Linked DNA regions of Mus musculus: regions 2 and 3 are each linked to region 1. A link is a contact called in public Hi-C and promoter capture Hi-C data. All regions are on one chromosome and are shown on one strand. Each heading gives the region's core, a stretch centred on a gene start, on an enhancer-like site or on the middle of the called end of the contact. The rest is flanking DNA. Distances are from core to core; before and after follow the strand shown.

Region 1 (3,352 bases), core at 623-3,122:
AAACAACCCTGCCTACCCAAAGCTTTTTATCCCTGGGACCCACCCAAAAAGCTGCCTCCTCCCTAGGCCTTCCCAAACCGCCTCTTTTGAGTTGCTAAGTTGCTACCTATCATTTCTAAAGCACATAGAAAGAGCTGTATAACTGCCCTGGTAACATCACATCAGGGCAGATCCTAATGTCTGAGGCAACGTGCCTAGAAAGCAGGCCAGGTCGCTTTCCCACCTCACAGTACAGCAAGCTTCCTTTCCAGGCTTCCAGAGTTTAATGTGCAATGTCAAACCTAAGCTAACAGGCTGCAGTTGCAGGCACTGAGCTAGGTACCGTCTGAAGGGAGCGCCTCTCTCAACAGTCTGTTAGCTCCTCAACAGACACTGTGTGACATTTATTTTGACTGCCTGGAAGCCAACGAACTCCTGGTTCTCAGCTACACTGAAAATCTGAGGTTGCCAGAAAGCTGAGCTGCAGACAGTGGCGGTATCACTCCATCCTGTGACAGCAGGAAAGGTTAGGGACTCATGTGCCTGGACTTGGTACCCTCACGTCACGCTGGGCAGCCCTTCATTCTGCCCTCGGAGCCCCGGCAGGCTCAGCCAGTTAATCATTACCTGGCTTTGATTAAGTCTCCTCTTCATAGAGAGCAATGCGAGGTACCATAAATGCTGTTTAATGAAAACAGACACACCAGTGGCTCTTGGAACTAAATTCTTCTCCCTGGATAACACACAGGAAGCCTGCAGAAGGCCTGCCTGCAGTCAACCTTACCGGGAAAGATCTGCTTCCAGCCCTGCAGTAGCACACTCAGATGTCTTTCTCCAGGCCTTGCCTTTCTCTGACCTGCCTGATATGCAAAGGGCCTCGACTATTTAGAGCATTATACTATAAAATCATGTTTTCACACTGACCCAAGCCCCGGTAGGCTCCAAGAACAACAAAGCAGGACTTACTGCCATTGTCGTCAGAATCCTCACTGCTGCTGGGAAGGCGACCTCGTTTCATGATCTCCCCGGGAGACAGCAGGCAGCCTGCAAAGCAATGAGACAGCACTTAACCCAAGATGGGAACACGCGATCATCAACTTGTGCTTCAGATGGCAGCCAGGATGCTGCAAACAAAAGCAAACACGGGCCTCAAGTAGCATTTGAATTGCAAACAGTGAAAAGACCAAAGGCACATAATTAGCTGAAATCATTAACAGAGCAGGTTAAGAGTGGGGGGGGGGTGAGTGGTAAAGTCACATGTGGGCAGGTCTCCCAGGTGCCACCCTTCCCTCCAGTTCCCAGACACCACTACAACTACTCCAGGAGTCTCGTCAGCCCCGGCAGCCAGCACTACAGAAAACAATCCTCCAGCAGTGAGCTCCCTCAGACAGATCCATGCTCTGTGCTTGTTGGGGGGCAGGGATGGGGCTGTGCCTACTGCTGTGTTTACAATGCTGCACTGGCATGATCAGGCTTCCTTGGCAAGGCCTGCTAAAATGAGCCCCAAATTTTGCCAAAATGAGCTATGCAACAAGCTGCAGCTCTAGAATGAACCAGTGGGGTGATGGGAAGACACCCATCTTCATCTGCCTTCCCCAACCCCTCAGAGGAACCACAGGCTTCAGGAACCCCGATCCGGACCCCTTCCTTTGCTCCTTACAGCAACCCATCCAAGGTCGTACTAGTCGGGGAAACCCCACTCCTTATTACCCAAATCCTTTCAGGACAAGTATGAACTAATTAATAATCAGTGGTACAACAGCCTAGCCTACCTGGCCAGTCCTTCAGCTCACCTCAGTTCAGAAAACCACTGCCTTCATGAAACAGAACAGTGGGCCAAGACTACACAGACAGTTACAGAAGAACTTGGACAGAACTATATCAACAGTGTTCCAACAAGTCACAAAAGCTTCTCTACACTAAAATTATTGATTGCCTTGACGTCTGTGGGACCACAACCTTCCTGCCAGGTCAATGACTCCCAAAGAAAAGGGAGAGCTTTTCAGGGCAGGAGAATGGCAGCGCTTCACCGCCCCATCCAACCAAGGCTCCTTGCTGGGAATCACCACAAACGTAATGAGGTCTGTTTTGCACAGAGGGGCAGTGTGGAGAGCCACTGCAGTAAAGCAAGGGAGTAATTAAAACCCCAAAGTTCCACTCCGGACAGACCTGCAAAAGGGAAGTCAAAAGAGGCAGAAAACACCAGACCATAGAGGAACAAAACATGCCACTTGGGCCTAAAGGTTATTTTGAGTTGCCTTCTTCCTGCCTGATCATAAGTTTACCTTTTGTAAAGGAAATTTCCACTTAGGTGCCCCACAAAAACAGCTCTTATTCATCCCCAATCCTCAATTACCATTAATCTCATACATACTTCAAGGTCCTCTTCCCTCAAACCTAACCCCTCCTCTTGTCGAGGTCCTCTCACAATGTACTGCCCTTTTTAAAGAGCAGCACGAGGGGCTAGAGAGAAGCGCTGTGGTAAGGTAGCTCTTGCACAGCACCAGAGCTCAGCTACCTGAACCCACTGCGCGCCCCCCCCCGCACCCCCCACTATGTTCTGTAACTCTGTCCAGCCTCTGTGGTACTGACATTCCCGTGCTCATACCAACCCAGACACATAATTAAAAATAGACCTTTCAAAAATACAACAGTTTACTAACTCCATATCTAATGCTGCTGGGGTGCTTCTCACTCTTTTAATGTGACACAAACCACACACACACACACACACACACACACACACACACACACTGATGTTTATATACCTCTGTTCCTGAATCGTTGACAACGGATAGTAAGTTTCCCCTTTTGGAACAGACCCACAGGATTCATTCAGGAATTCAGGCTCCTGGACTTTAAGTGCAATATTTTATATGTTCCTCCAGAGAAACTCACTCAATTAAAAAGTTTGTGGGCTTTTTTGTTTACCAACTGATTTTCTAAGATCACTGGAAGGAGACTGACTGTAGAGATGGTTTGGTTGGTAAAGTGCTTGTAACCTCGTGTGAGGACCTGATGTCCACACCCACAGCCCACATAAAAAGGCAGGGTTCCCAGAAAGCAGGTAGAGGCAGAAGGACCCATAGGACTCCCTGGAAGGTAGACCAGACTAACCTAACCAGTAAGGCCCAGACCAGTCAGTGAGAGACCCTGTCTCCTAAGGCACACATGCACAGCCACACATGCAGTAAAGGAATGCCCTGTAATTACCAGGCGTCCACACGGAATCAAAAGCCCCCTTCAGATAGACACCCTGTGAGCTACAGCTTCATTCACAGAATGGGCAGCCACAGTCCTAAGATCCACCCATTCATTCTTCCCAGAAAGGACTCTCACCTGTAACTCTGGTCCATCTAACAAGCAGTCTACA
Region 2 (3,352 bases), core at 368-2,867, 590 kb after region 1:
TTAGTTGACAAGGTGACAAGGTGAGCCGGGTACTGCCCTAGAAAAACTGTCTATGTGTGAATATACTTTATAAGATGCAGAATATACTGTGTGTATATACATGTTTGTATACATGTGCGTGTTTTGGTCAGAAATTGTCCTCCACCTTATTTATTACTAGTTGTTGAATTCAAACAGATTTTTCAGGGTTGCTCCTTTTATTTATTTTTATGTATATGGGTACTTTTCCCTGCTTTTATATGTTTGTGCTACAAATGGGCAGTGCCTGTAGAGGTCAGAAGAGGGCATCATAGACCATGGAACTGGACTTGAAAATGTGAGCAGCTATGTGGGTGCCTCAGGAAGTGTAGACAGTGATTTTAATTGCTGAGCCATCGCTCCAGCCCCTCCACTTTATTTTTGGAGATGGAGTCTTGCATTGCACCTGGAGGTTGAAGTTCTGGCTAGACTGATCCTCCTATCTCCATCTGTCCAGAACAAGGGTTACAGGCACACAATGCCATTCCTAAAGTTTTATATGGTACTGGAGATCCAAATTCAGGCTCTAATGATAACAAGGCAAACCCTTTATCAACAGAGCCATCTCCCTAGCCTAGGTCCGCTGGAAGAAGACCAGCTCTTCTGGTTCAACTCCTAGTACCTACTTAGTAGCTCAAACCAAATCTAACTCAGTGCCAGGGGAGTCAATAACCTTTTCTGGCCTCTGCAGACACTGCAAGTATGTGGTGCACACATACAGGAGAGAGAGGGGGGGAGGGGAGAGGGGAGAGGGGAGGAGAGGGGAGGAGAGGGAGAGGAGAGGAGAGGAGAGGAGAGGAGAGAGGAGAGGCAATCCTGAATATATTTTTTAAGACTATATGTAGGGTATATGGGACAGGGGGAGCCTAAATAATCAAACACCAACCTTTCAACTTGTAGGGAATGATTTTGTATTGAGCTAAAAGGAAGGCTCAGCAGCTAAAGGCACTTGCCTCCAAGTCTGATGATTTGGGTTCAATCCCCAGGACCCACACAGTAGAGAACTGACTTCCTTCCTCATATTTTCTTTTGATCTCCATACCCATGCCCTCTACTCATTAAAATTTGTTTTCAATAGATTTTTATTTTGGGTTGAAAATGACATAACTACATGTTTATGTTCAATAATAATGTACAATGTATAAATAATGTTTAAAGTTCACTTAACAATGAATAAATGAGGTCAAGAACTATGAGTTTCTAGAAAGCACAAAGTTCACGAGATTATACTGATGACACAAGAACCAGCAACCAGCCAGTATTATAGCAAAGAAGACAGAAGACACTGCTCTCACTATGATCCTAGAAAGCTTTCAAATGGAAAGCACAAAAACGGGAACGGACAGCAGGCAGCATTCAAAGAGAAGCATTTTGGAAACCAACTGCAAAGCAGCTTCCTTCCCTTTATTTAGGAACATGTAGTCAAGCAGGGGTAGAAGGATAAACTATAATCTCATCAGTAAAGAACAGAAACGAACTGTACCTATCAGAGAAAAACACGACTTGTTTTTGTAATGGCTGAGATCCAGAGTCAGATGTCTGTTCTCTGCCAAGGTGTGGGACAGAAGTCCAAATCTGTAGAAACTCAGTCAAGGGTATGGGCTGTACCTGACATTCATGAAAATGGCCCAACGCTCAGCAGGCTGTATTCATATCCACAAGACAAAGTCTACAACTTAACTAATGCTGGTAAGAATCACAAATCAATAGTCATAATTATTGAGGGGCAACAAATATTCTGAAAGAGAGGACTTCAACACACAAACAAAACTGATAGAACAGAGCTGGAGAGATGGTTCAGTAGGAAATACCACTTACTAGCAAGCCCTAGGACTTGAATTTGATCCCTAAACTGATGACTAAAGTTGTTCTCTGACACTCCTTATCATAGAAATTATCAGTTTTAAGATGAATTATAATCTCACGTGCTACTGGAAAAATAGCCTTCGAAATGTAGGCATTTTAGATACGGAAGGGGATATCAAAATAAGATATTGTAATGTTTTCATGCCTTAGTAAAGAAACACAATCCCCCACAACTACCCAGGAAGGTTGTAAGAGATCAGAGATGACCTGATTTTTTTTTTTCCCCAAAGGTGCTTTAGCCTTTGAAGTACATACTTTGGAGTGTGGTGCTTTTCTGACAGCATCTAAATACACCATGTCTAACTGTTTCAGGGGCTGGGATGTAGTTCAGTGGTAGAGCACTTGCCTAGTATACTTGAACCCTGATTTGTATCTTTAGTATTAGAATAAAGAGAGAGAGGGGGGGGGGGGTGGGCGGGCATAGTGGCGCATGCCTCTAATCCCAGCACTCTGGAATTCAAGGCCAGCCTGGTCTACAAAGTGAGTTCCAGAACAGCCAGGGCTATACAGAGAAACCCTGTCTCGAAAAACCAAAAAGAAAAGAGAAAAGAGAAAAGGGAAAAGGAAAAAAGAAAAAAAATTCTTTTCTTTCCTTCCTTTTTATTTTTTTATTATTTTATTTTTTTCAAGACAAGGTTTCTCTGTGTAGCCCTGGCTGTCCTCGAACACACAGAGAACCGCCTGCCTTTGCTGGGATTAAAGGTTTTGCCTTGCTTATTACGGTTTCTTCAATCAGCACTGTTGACTTTGGACTTGGTGATACTTTAGAATATGTAGGGCCCTTAGAGCCCCGTGGGTCATCAGCTGTGCTTCTGGCATCCACCAGACACAGAGTACACCCCTCCCCCCATTAAAACAAAAAGTGTTTGCTGACCTAGACAAATGCAGTCTTTGAAATTCCAGCTTCCTCTCTGTACCTCTGGTCTCCAGGATAAAGAACCTGGTTTATAAGCCTTTAAAATTCCAGCATTTTTTCTTCCCACAGTTCAGCCACGTATTTTTGATTACCTTTCCTTGAGAGCTTACCTTCCGCATTTGAGCATCCAAGCAGCACTTATTCTAAACTTTAATGAGCTAATTTTGCAGTAACTGTAAGTTCACATAACTGTAAGAGATGGTGGATGTGGCCCATCCTTCATCCGCTTTCCCCATTCTATAATAATAAGCACTCTATAAAACCACTGCACCCATCACAGGACAAGTTACTCACGCCCACATAAGCCCACAATTTTACTTGTTTTCAGACTTTTAATTGCACCAAGTAGTTATTCAGCTAAAGTAACAACATTTTATAGTAAGTTGTGTATCTGTCAACAATCAAAAAATGCAAGATAGTTTTCTCTGGCCTGTTTACAATCATCTGTTTATTTTCTAAAGTAATTCACCCTAACATGCTGAAGCCTGCAATGTGCCCTAGGAGCCTTAGGAATAATTATATTCTTTCAAAATTTGGAAAATTTTAAACGTT
Region 3 (3,352 bases), core at 574-3,073, 520 kb after region 1:
CACCCAGATTGATGCTTCAATTTTAGGTCCAGTATTTTTTTTTCTCAGATTTTACTACACGGCTAGCTATATAAGATTGGCTCCATACAATTTTTGTCAAAAGAGTTTGAGAATGGAGAAAGTAAGCCGTGTAAACCAGGCAACAAGGAGGTGCAGCCCAACCAGTCTTAGTTCTGCCTAGTGGGTTTGCAATTAAGAATGTGTTGCTACAAGAAGAGAAGGGTAGGGAAGAGAAAAGCTCAAGAGATTGTTTATGAAGCCAAGAGTGGACCATGAAGGTCTTAAGATCTAGCAGGAAGCTGTATAAGTGACAACTGGCAGCAGGCCGATACACTCCAGCAGTGTCCAGGTGACCAGGATAACTTAACCTTGCTTTGCTCCAGGGAAGTCATTTCTTCCTATTGTGGCCAGCCACCAGTCAACACAGAGGCAAGCACTCCTTACAGGGCCTAGATGATACCAGTGAGACCTTGGGAAACAAGGTAAGAAACACTTGAGTTTGCTCGTCAAGATGGAGAGATGGTTCCCTGATGCTCTGCTCCTGGCAGGGGATGGCTGCTAGCACCCATGCGGGATGGATCACAACTGCCTAGAACTCCAGCTCCAGGGGACCTGCTTATGTGTGCACAGTTACACATACACACAGAATTTTAAAACCACAATCTAAAGAACAAACTAAAGTGTGATAAAAGTACATGGAAACTGGCGGGGGATGGGGGTGGGGGAGTAAGGAGGGTGGCAGGGGGCAGATCTTTGCCCAAGAGTTAGAGGAGTTAAGTCATGTCTCACATAAGAACGTTCTTAAGGAGTGTTGTGGAAGCATGGAAAGTGCCTAGGCCCTGGAGCGAGTGTGCAGCTTCCCAGTGAGGGAGTTTCATCTCGAGCCTTTCAGTATCTTTAGGTGATATAAAGTAACAATCCGAACGTCTTTTGGTAGTTAAACTGATAGTCCCAATATGAAAAAAACAGCCTCTGCCTTCCCCCTGGGTCACCTGATGGTACCCAGTGGTGCCTGGTAATAGCATTAGATAGTAAGTTCAGCAAGCAGTTTCTGTGCTAATATTCTCAGTGCTGGAATGGCAAAGTGCTTGGAAGGCCTAAGTCTGAGCCTTCTGCTCTAGCCTTCTGCTCTAGCCTACTGAAGAAGTTCCAGACCAGTGAGAGGCCCTGACTAAAACAGTGGATGGGACTTGAGGGACAACCCCTGTGATAAGTATTGTCAACTAGAGACATGCTCCTGTTCACATGTGTGGCACACTGTCTTGGGTACATTTGCTGTGAATGACTCATCTGGACTCGGTGGGACCATCCCCTGGGCAGAGAGATCCGGGTCTATAGAAAGTGGAAGGAAGGTGGACTGAGCAGCAGTGTATTCACAGCTAGTTGTCTGATTGTGGTTGTGTGATCAGCTGCTTCAAACTCTTGCCACCTATTCTTCCCCTCCGTGATGGGACTGTACTCTTGAGTTGTCGGCCAAAATAAATCATTTCTCCATTAGGGTGCTTTTGTCTTGAGTATTTTATCACAATAAAAGGAAAAGAAACTCGGGGGAAAAATGTCCTCTGGCACACACAAACTCATATCCTCTGGCACACAAGCATGTTCTCTCTCTCTCTCTCTCTCTCTCACACACACACACACACACACACACACACACACACACACACTCTTATAATTTATTTGACATCTGAAAAGTCATAGTTGTGGTTTCCTGAAATAGCGTAATGGTGAATCTAGTTGAGATACCAGAATTGGGACTGGGAGATGAGATTGTGAGGAGATCATGTGACAGCTCGAGTGTGGCATCTCCTGTTGACCCTTAGACTTGCTTTGTCTCAGCTGATCTTTTGACTTCACAGCCCAGCTTTGTTGAGCAAAAGGAGTGATTAGAAGGACTGAACTGACTCTAAAACCAGGGAATACTTTGTCAGTCATAAATTTAAAAAAAGAAGTCACAAAATCAAATACAGATAACAGTCTCTTGAACAGACAAAATCTAGTTCACTGAGATGTGCTCTGGGTGGCTCATTTTGTAGGTTGGTTTGACTAGGCTGCGATGCATAGTTGTTTGGTTGAACAGATGTTGTGAAAGCTATTTGTAGACATTACCATGTGGAGTCAGCAGATTTAACAACATCACCTGTTTCATGTGGTCAAACTACTGTCAAATCCACCTAAGACCTTCAGAACAGTTCAGCACAGAGCCAGCCTGTTTGGGGGTTTCCTGGTGAAATTTGTAGATTTTGGACTCAGAATTGCAGCATCACCTCCTACCTGCATGTCTAGTCAGCCAGCTCTACAGATTTCATAACTCACAACAGTAAGCCAAGGCTTTACATACATAGACTTATTTTCTTTCTCTTTTCCCTCTTTCTCTTTTCCCTCTTCCCTTACCCCCTGTGCCCACATATAGGAACACTTATTATTAGTATCTCTTTTAAAAGTTTTTGCTGGATTTTTGTTATTAGATAATGTGCTAGCTAGAGTCACATCAACCTGACAAACTATAGTCACCTGAGAGGATTAGGAAAAAATGCCTCCATACGATCAGGCTGTAGGCAAGACTGTAGAGCATTTTCTTAACTAGTGATTGATAAGGGAGGGTCCAGCCTATTGTGGGTGGGGTCACCCCTGGGCTGGTGGGCTTAGGTCTTAAGAAAGGAGGCTGAGCAGCCATTCAGAACAAGCCAGTAAGCAGGACAATCCATGGCCTCTGCATCTGCTCCTGCCCCCAGGTTCCTACCCTGGCTTGAGTTCTTGTCCTCACTTTCCTTCAGTGGTGAACAGCGATATGTAAGTGTAAGCTGAGTAAGCCCTCTCCTCCTCCCCAACTTGCCAAGGTTATAGTGTTTCATTACAGCAATGGAAATCCTAGCCAAGACAGGTAACATCTCTTCTTGGCTTAGGTCAATACTTGATCCGCTAGGACCACATGGGCTTCAGTTTCTGAACTCTGAAGTACATCTCAGCTCTGGGATGCTACATTTGCCAATATGCCTGTACTCTTCCAATAAAAGCAGGCATACATCCGGAGTTCTTTCGCTGATGCCCTTTGGAGGTAGGCAAGCCTAGTAGACAGTTGTTCCCTGGGACCCAATTTGGTCTGGAGATAAGCACAACACTCCCTCCTGTCATAGTGTATTCAGTAGCCCAGTCCTCTCACCTGTGTGCACTATGCATACAATAAATATGCCTAAACTAAGCTGTGTACCCAGCAACCAGAACCCTCCCTAGTACATCCCATACACACACTGAAGTATGCATATGCCCATCTCTGAACAGTGATGTTTCCCTGCCCCTGTTAGCAATCAGATTTAGATCTTTTCTATTCAAGTGCATTCCCAATGTATCC

Evidence for each region. Promoter capture Hi-C pulls out the DNA fragments that hold promoters and counts their contacts. A called contact is a pair of places that touch in the nucleus more often than the background predicts.
Region 2: a promoter capture Hi-C map of liver shows a contact between it and region 1, with 2.3 times the contacts expected there. The contact joins two enhancer-like sites. A contact is called at or near these places in 2 of 39 promoter capture datasets (both in liver), 1 of 484 Hi-C or Micro-C datasets (liver), 3 of 115 datasets of contacts at active chromatin or transcription factors (embryonic forebrain, large pre-B cells and neural tube) and 2 of 9 other capture datasets (adipose tissue and pancreatic islet).
Region 3: a Hi-C map of liver shows a contact between it and region 1, with 1.8 times the contacts expected there. The contact joins two enhancer-like sites. A contact is called at or near these places in 5 of 39 promoter capture datasets (cranial neural crest, hematopoietic stem and progenitor cells, hippocampal neurons and 2 more), 11 of 484 Hi-C or Micro-C datasets (the AML12 cell line, Sertoli cells, cardiomyocytes and 7 more), 4 of 115 datasets of contacts at active chromatin or transcription factors (bone marrow-derived macrophages, epiblast stem cells, extraembryonic endoderm stem cells and 1 more) and 1 of 9 other capture datasets (adipose tissue).

What each region holds. Positions count from the first base shown.
Region 1 is chr3:41,578,866-41,582,217 of GRCm38.p6, reverse strand. It overlaps Jade1 (jade family PHD finger 1), which reads right to left. Exons shown (of 11, transcript NM_001130184.1): 2 at 946-1,023. The coding sequence starts at 997. Among named protein-coding and RNA genes, the nearest start is that of Jade1, 25 kb to the right of the region's middle. Within about 2 kb of position 1,872, at least 110 of the 459 cell types and tissues checked have an H3K27ac peak or open chromatin away from gene starts, as enhancers often do. A contact at or near this core is called in liver, where this site is marked.
Region 2 is chr3:40,985,861-40,989,212 of GRCm38.p6, reverse strand. It overlaps a transcript of Larp1b not described here. Among named protein-coding and RNA genes, the nearest start is that of Gm22043, 5.2 kb to the left of the region's middle. Within about 2 kb of position 1,617, at least 2 of the 459 cell types and tissues checked have an H3K27ac peak or open chromatin away from gene starts, as enhancers often do. A contact at or near this core is called in liver, where this site is marked.
Region 3 is chr3:41,060,847-41,064,198 of GRCm38.p6, reverse strand. No RefSeq gene overlaps it. Among named protein-coding and RNA genes, the nearest start is that of Pgrmc2, 21 kb to the left of the region's middle. Within about 2 kb of position 1,823, at least 8 of the 459 cell types and tissues checked have an H3K27ac peak or open chromatin away from gene starts, as enhancers often do. A contact at or near this core is called in liver, where this site is marked.